Regions from separate parts of the Pan troglodytes genome. Here region 2 is linked to region 1. Evidence: chromatin contacts called from public HiChIP or PLAC-seq data. All regions are on one chromosome and are shown on one strand. Each heading gives the region's core, a stretch centred on a gene start, on an enhancer-like site or on the middle of the called end of the contact. The rest is flanking DNA. Distances are from core to core; before and after follow the strand shown. Region 1 holds the start of MCPH1 (microcephalin 1). Region 2 holds the start of LOC134810812.

Evidence for each region. HiChIP or PLAC-seq counts read pairs in DNA pulled down with a chosen protein or histone mark.
Region 2: an H3K4me3 HiChIP or PLAC-seq map of stem cell-derived excitatory neurons shows a contact between it and region 1, with 7 times the contacts expected there. The contact joins the promoter of LOC134810812 here to the promoter of MCPH1 in region 1. A contact is called at or near these places in 2 of 7 Hi-C or Micro-C datasets (blood and induced pluripotent stem cells) and 1 of 1 datasets of contacts at active chromatin or transcription factors (stem cell-derived excitatory neurons).

What each region holds. Positions count from the first base shown.
Region 1 is chr7:13,420,553-13,424,486 of NHGRI_mPanTro3-v2.0_pri, forward strand. MCPH1 (microcephalin 1) reads left to right here and starts at 2,296. Exons shown (of 14, transcript NM_001009010.2): 1 at 2,296-2,317. The coding sequence starts at 2,296.
Region 2 is chr7:13,795,309-13,799,242 of NHGRI_mPanTro3-v2.0_pri, forward strand. It overlaps LOC134810812, which reads left to right and starts at 2,029. Exons shown (of 4, transcript XM_063816860.1): 1 at 2,029-2,274.

The DNA.
Region 1 (3,934 bases), core at 1,046-3,545:
GGCGCATGCCACCACGCCCGGCTAATTTTTTGTATTTTTAGTAGACACGGGGTTTCACTGTGTTAGCCAGGATGGTCTCGATCTCCTGACCTTGTGATCGGCCCGCCTTGGCCTCCCAAAGTGTTGGGATTACAGGCGTGAGCCACCGCGTCTGGCCAGAGAAATTTTAAAAGACCTAAATGTTAATGGGTCAGAAGATTCAATATGGTTAAAATGTCAATTCTCCCCAAATTCATCTGTAGAGTCAACACAATCTCAATCAAAATCCCAGCAGTATTTTTTTGTGCAAAATGAGAAGTCAACTCTAAGATTTAAAAGGAAATCTGAAGAATCTAGAAGATACAAAATAACCTTGAAAAATAAAAATAAAGTTGTAGGACATAAACTACCTGATTTCATCACTTATTTATATAGCTACAATAATCAAAACAGCATGGTGCTGGCAGCAAAAAGACAAATAGCTCGATGGAACACAATAGGAAGCCTAAAATGAAACACATACATATGCAACACAGATTTTGATGTAACCACAAAGGAAATGCAGTAGAGACAAAAACAACTTTTTAACAAATGATGCTGGAACATTTGGATATGTATACATGCAAAAAAATGAACTTTGGTCCCTATCCCATACCGTATACAAAAATTAATTAAAAGCAGATCTTATCCTTTGAGTCCAGGAGGTTGAGGCTGCAGTGAGCTGTGATTACACCACTGCATTCCAGCCTGGGCAACGGAGTGAGACCCTGCCTGGAGAAAAAAAAAAAAAAAAAGTAGAACCTAGACCTAATATACAACCTAAAACAGTAATATTTCTAGAAGAAATCCTAGGAGAAAATATCTGTGATCGTGGAGCTGAAGAATCTATCAAATACCAGACTTTTTTCACCACCTTGACCAAAAGTAATTGGTTTATATACTTCATCATATCATTTAATTCTAAATCTACAGAGATCAATGTCACTTTCTCAGTAAAAGTACGTGAGTCTTCAATGATGCCCTGAACTCACACTCCCAAGTAAACCATAACACCATATTTCCAGAGTAGAGTTTATTAGAACAATAACTGGTGATAATGATAAATATTGATCAAAGACTGAGCCTAGGAAGTGGGTTTTTTGAGGCTGCATATACTCAAGGCAATTCTTCAGAACCAGAGGGCTCATTGGATCCTATTAAAAGCTGAGAGTGAATGAATAAACAGATGAAACAGAGACCTGAGTAGACGGTAGTTGATATTCTTGTACATGTATTCTACCTCTAGATTCCATAGAAAGAACTAAAAGTACATGAATTTCACTACCAACATCTCCATCAGTTACCAGCTGTATCACCTTGGATCAGTCAGGTAACCTCCCGCGAATCTGGTTGCTTCTGGGGGCAGGGGATCCGCGGGCTGCAGGTTTGAGCCTGGGAGCCGGCAGGGTGGAGCAGCTGGAGGGCCAAGCCTTTGAGCTCCGGGGGGGTGGCCGGGACAGTGGGTAGTGCCAGCCGATCGGCGTCCTGGGGATTGCCTGAATGTGAGGTCTGGGTTCACCCCGCGGTGACCTGAGTCCTGGGATGCCCCTACAGGGATTTGCTGCCTCAGGGATCCGAAGTCTCTTTCACTCCCTTACTGGGGATTTGAGGTCTGGAGGTCCTCCTGCGGGGGTCTGAGATCTCGGGGTCACCCTGTGGGGGTCTGAAGCCTCGGGGTCCCCGCGTGGGGTCTGAGGTATCAGAGTCCCCTCCGTTGGGTCTGAGGTCTCGGGGTCCCCCATCCCCGGGATCGGAGGTCCGGCTCCCCGGAGCAGGCAGGGCGGTGCGTCTGGCCCTGAACAGTAACGTGGCGCACCAGCCCCAGGTGGTGTCGGGCTAGGGGCCATAACGGTGCCGAAAGTCCGCACAAAGCGTTCCGCTGGGGTCCCGCAGCGCCCGCGAAGCAATGACTGTGCCCCCTCCCCTTCCTGATCCTCAGCTCAGGTGAGCCCAGATGAGGCGCCGGGTAGCTTCTAAGTCACTAATGGAAATAGAAGGCTAATTCAGGGGTTAGGGGCCGTCGTCCTCGTTACTCCCAGGAGAAGAGAAAAACCCACGGCCCAGCAGCCAGAGGCGCGGCGAGGCGGAATCGGGCCCCCTCCCCGGGAGCTCAGCTCCCTCCAGCCTCCCGCCTCACCTACAGAGAAATCCCGGAAACGCGGATTCAGCGGAGCGCGGTGACGGCGGCGCGCACACCCCGCGCATGCCCAGTGCCCGCCCGCGCCGCCAGGCTCGCAAGCACCGCGTAGAGCAGCTGGCCGGATCCCGCCGTCTGTCATGGCGGCCCCCATCCTGAAAGGTGAGGTACTTCCTGCTGCCTGCTCCAGCAGCGGGAGTTTGAGGACCGGCACCCCTCGTCGCTGGCGCACTCGGGGGATCCCGTGGGAGGAGCCCCGCTCGCCCCTCCCTCGATGCCTATCTCCCCCAGACCCCCTGCCGCCTCCTTCCTCCCCTGCTGCCTGTCCCACCAAAACCCCCTGCTGCCTGCTCTCTCCCCCGCTGCCTGTCCCAAAACCCCCGGCTGCCTGCTTCCTCTCCCGTGCTCCCTGTCCCCCCAAACCCCCGACTGCCTGCTTCCTCCCCCGTACTGCTTGTCCCCCAACCCCCGTGCTGCTAGTTTCCCTCAATCCCCCGCTGCCTGCTCCCTCCCCCATGCTCCCTGTCCCCCAAATCCCGCCTTCCCCCTACCTGCTTTCACCCCTGCTGCCTTAGTCCCTGAATCTGGGGCTCACTCGCAGGCAGAGTCCTGCCCTCCGGAAGTTGGTGTGGGGCCCTCCTGGGTCTGGTCCTGTTCGACCCCCTCTGAGGCCCACCTGGAGGGGCGGCAGTTGAGTTTCTATGCTAATTGTTCCAATAATAGGAGCCGCCTTTTACTGCGGAGTCTTTGTGTGCCAGGCGCTCTGCTTAGGCTAGTGTGGTATTGTCTGATTTTTTTAACCACACTATCAACTCTCTTACATCATTTTACAGGGGGAAACTAAGGCATTGGACGTTTAGGTGACTCTCCCCGTGTGTGGCTAGTCAGTGCTGACAGGGCCTTAGACCGGAGCTGCTGTCCTAACCAGTATATCATACCGCACGCAGTCCCACCCTCTGTGCACCTGGAAGAGCCCAGGAGAGGGGAATAGCGGACACGTGTCTTGTAGAGTTTGACCGTGAGAAAAAAGGGGCCTGTATTGTGGGGCCTGGAATCATAAAACCTCATAGCCAAAAGTAAAGGCTGGAGGCTTTATACAAACTCTGTAATCAGATGTGGCTATTTTTCTAATGTTAGTATTTTGTTAAATTAACCTGGTTTTCTTTTAGCGTTACCCGCAATCATTGACCAATGGCACACCTGGAAAATTCTTTTAAACATCAGGTTTTGAGAAGAGCATATCCACTAGAACAGGGGTCCACTGACTGTGCCCCCCAGGCCATATCTAGCCTGCTGCCTGTTTTTGTAGGGTCTACGAGCTAAGAATGTCTTTTACATTTTTAAGTGATTTTAAAAAAAGGACAAATGAAAAATTATATCACATTCACATTTCCTTCTCCATAAATAAAGTTTTATTGGAACACAGGCTGGCCCGTTAATATATTACCTATGGTTATGTTTGTGCCACATCCATGAAGTTCAGTAGTTGTGACAAATACTATATTGGCCACAAAGCCTGAAATATTTACCATCTGTCCCTTTACAGAAAATAGACTTCTGCACTGGAAAAATTAAGCCTAAGAATTTGGGGAAAGCAACTTATTTTAGGAATGTAAACTGTCATGTATTGTATGGGTACAGTTGTTCTTTGCTTAAAATTTTAATAAATTCCACTGAAGCTATTTTGAAAAGGCTTGCAGTAGAAATTTATTTATGAGACAGAGTCTTACTCTCTTGCCCAGGCTGGAGCGCAGTGACGTGATCACATAATAGCTCAAG
Region 2 (3,934 bases), core at 779-3,278, 370 kb after region 1:
GGCTATTATCCACTGCACTTGAGGTGTGAACCTCCTGGTCCCCCTCAGCAGGTCCTGGCTTGTTCATGGAATGGAGGAGTCTGGGAAGGCGCTGAGAGGCATCCGCTAGGGAGCCTGTTCCACCTGGGAGCTCGGACCCTGGCAGGAGCCCTTGCGGAAGTCCAGGGAGCCCCTGGCTGTCCCCTCTCATGACACTCAAAATCTGCCAGAGCCTGCAGCCCAGCCCTGCCCAGCACCCTCTTATGGCACTCATAAACCTGCCCAAACCTGCAGCCCAGCCCTGCCCAGCACCCTCTTATGGCACTCAAAACCTGCCCAAGCCTGCAGCCCAGCCTTGCCTGGCAGAGCCCAATCCACAGATCTTCCTGCCCTCAAGCTGCCAGTTAACAAGTTAGCCCTGTTTTCCAGGGTCTGAAGCTGTTCAGCAGAAGTAAAAAGGCCTTTAGGCTGAGGCTGACCGAGCAAACATGTGCAAAACACATCCCTGTGCCAGGTGGTTCTGGGGTCATGGAGATTGTTACGGGCTGGATTCGGTCCTCCTAAAATTCTTCTGTTGAAGTCCTAACCCCTAATACTCAGAAGGTGACTGTATTTGGAGATATGACTTTAAAGAGGTAATTAAGGTAAAACGAGGTCATTACATGGCCCTAATCCAATCTGACTGGGTCCTTACACATGGAGGAGATTTAGGACGAGGATACACCTGGGGGACAATCCTGTAAGGACACAGGGAGAACACACGTCTAGGGGCCAAGGAGAGAGGCTTCAGGACAAACCAGCCCTGCCAATACCTTCTACTCTCCAGAACTGTGGGAAAATCAATTTCTATTGTTTGAGTCACGCACTCTGTGATATTTGTTATCGCAGCCCAAGCAAACTCATAAAGAGATTGATACGAAATCACCCCTAAGCTCTGAGAATCACTGTGTAGCAGGAGATGCCAACACATAAGACGTGACGTGTTCCGTCGGGAAAGTCACACACCTCTCCTCTGACCACTCCACTCCCCACTCTGGAGGCGGGTGGGGCCTTTGGCTTTTGGTGAGGCCCCTCTGGTGTCTCTGCCCACGGAGCTCCCTCCACACCTGTATTCAGGCCCCAGCTCAGGAAGCTTCCCAGGAGAGTCAAGTACACACTAAGCCTGTGCCAGACAGAAGTATATTAAGACAACCTCGATGCTTTAAATCTCCCCTCCCTGCTACAGTTACTGTGATCTATACGCCTCTTACGTCTGACATTCTCAAAGCAACTCGGTGCGTGTCCATCTGTCTAGAGAGCTCTTAAAAGGCATAAGAGCAGAACGATCACCAGCGATTCCGCAGGCACGTTCTCACAGGGACGTTAGTAACAGCTGAATTAAATGCTTTTTGAATGAGTGATGTATTGGATGCATTTGTTATTATTTTACTCTATGAGCTATAAAGAAAGATTGATGACACCTAAACTCTTGGGCAGGATCCCCTTTTCCTTGCTCTGTAATGCACTTCCCCTGGCAAACTCCTACTCACTTCTCAAAACCCAACCCGAGGGTTTGTCTTTCTGAAGGCTACGCTGTCTCCACAAGCTGAGCTGATCAGCTCATCCTTAGAACAATCACTTGTTAAACCCAATGACAAGGGTGCGATGGGCTATGTGTGTCCCACCCCTAATTCACACACTGAAGCCCTCACCCCTAATGTGATGGGATTTGGAGGCGGGTCCTTTGGGAGGTGATTAGGTTTAGATGAGGTTGTGAAGGTGGTGTACGAAGCCATTCTTCAGTGTTCTAAAGAAATACCTGAGATTGGGTAATTTATAAAGAAACTAGGTTGGCTTGGCTCACTGTCCTGCAGGCTGAGCAAACATGGCGCTTGCATGTGCTCAGTTTCTGGGGAGGTCTCAGGGAGTTTTACTCATGGTGGAAGGTGAAGTGAGAACAGGCACGTCACATGGTGAAAGCAGAAGCAAGAGAGAAGGAGGAGGTGCCACACACTTTTCACAACCGGATCTCGCAAGTACCTGCTCACTATGCAAGGTCAGCACCAAATCATAAGGGATCTGTCCCTATGGCCCCCACACCTCCCACCAGGCCCCACCTCCAACACTGGGCATCACAATTCAACATGAGACTTAGAGGGGGCAACATACAAACTGTATCAGGTGGAGCCCCATGACGGGACTAGTGCCCTCAGGAAGAGGAAGAGATTCCAGAACTTTCTCTCTGTGTCACTTGAGGACACGGCCGGAAGGCAGCCCTGCCTGGACCTTGAAGCTGGACTTCCAGCCTCCAGAACTGTAAGACATAAACGTCTGCCGTTGAAGGGGCTCAGCTTGTGGTGTGGGATTGTGGTAGCCCTAGTGAGGCACTGGCCTGTTACATGGAAACTTCTGGAGCTAAGGGGCTTTCACCTTTGCACCCAGCACCTGGTCAGAGCTTGGACATCCTCTCCTAAAGATTTCCCTAAGCTTGGGTTGAATTAATGAGCTGCCCAGATGCTACAGACCATGTCTGAGAGCCTGAAGCAGCTGAGGAGGTTGTGTTATTTAAACTGGGGCTTGATTGTTTCAGTTCATTTCACTCTAGAGGCAGGAAAAACAATGACAGGTAAGGCCTCTCACCCCGCTGTTTTAGGGAGTGAGGCAAAGCAACCACACCTGACTTGACAAGAAGACCATTCTCAAAGGTGATCAAAATAGACTTAGGGAAGCAGGCCTGTGGTTCCTTGACGCTCCTCCCAGGCCTTCCTGTTTGTCCCAGCCACCAGCATCCTGCAGGTACCGAGAGGGTGGATGTGGACTCACTGCTCGCAGGCCGCCGGCCTGCTAGCCCAGTGTCCCAAGTCAAAAGTCATAGCGACATGCCGGAAAGACAGTTTCCACAGGACGAGTGGAAAAGGGGGCGTCTCTTCTGCCCATCAAAGGGTGCATCCACCTGTGGTATTAAAGGATTTACAACTGGCCTCAGAAACGCTGCCGGAGCTGCTCCTTGGGGTCTGTCCGATGGGAAGAGGCCCCTCCTGTGGCTCCCCAGGTGGTAAACAGCTCCAGCTTCCTAAGGGGGTGTGGAGCAGCCCAAAGGCCACACTGATTAAAAAAAAAAAAAAAAAGCCCCATTTCCGATCCGGAGCTCTTGGGTAGAAAGTGACTCCATGTGCCAGTCTGGGCACCAGAGTGAGACCTCACCTCTACTAAAAGTAAAATAAAAATGAGCTGGGTGTGGGGGCTCACCCCTGTAGTGTCAGCTACGAGGCTGAGGCAGGAGAATCGCTTGAGCCCTGGAGGTAGAGACTGCAGTGAGCTGAGATGGCACCACTGCGCTCCAGCCTCAGGGACAGAGAGAGAACCTGTTTCCCTCTTACCAAAAAAAGAAAAAAAGTGACTCAATGTGGAGAGAGGGCATGAGGGCATCAGGGAGTTGGTGGGCATCCCTTGGCACTCTAGTGGGTCCAGTGCATGAGCTGCTGCTTCTTGTTCTAAGGCCTCTCATTGGGGGTGCCAGGATTCATGCACACTTTTTGCGTTTTGTTGGGGGCTGGGGGAACACTTGTGATGATTCTCACGGAAACAGGCCAGCTTCTGTGACCCACTAATTATTTGGGCACCCAGCTTTTTCCTAGACTGCCTTCCAAATTTAGTACACTTATATTTGGCCCTTTTTTCCTAGTTCCTTTTGAAATGTTCTGGGTTTGACTTCCCTTCTAGTTTCTCTCCTTTAAACTGCCTCCCGGCTAAAGTGGGACAGGGGCCCCTTCCAATGGGTGAAGCTCTTGCAGACCACAGTTGGGATCTGGCACCATCTAGTGGCGAGCAAGGAGCTGCCAGCTTAGCTTTTGAATAGCCAGGTAGCAATCCAAGTTGTTAAGCAGTGAGCTCGAATACAAAGCTCAGGCATACTTGGGGGCTAAGGGATGTGCACACGGGACATAGCGTGCGGACTGCAGACACTGGAGACTCG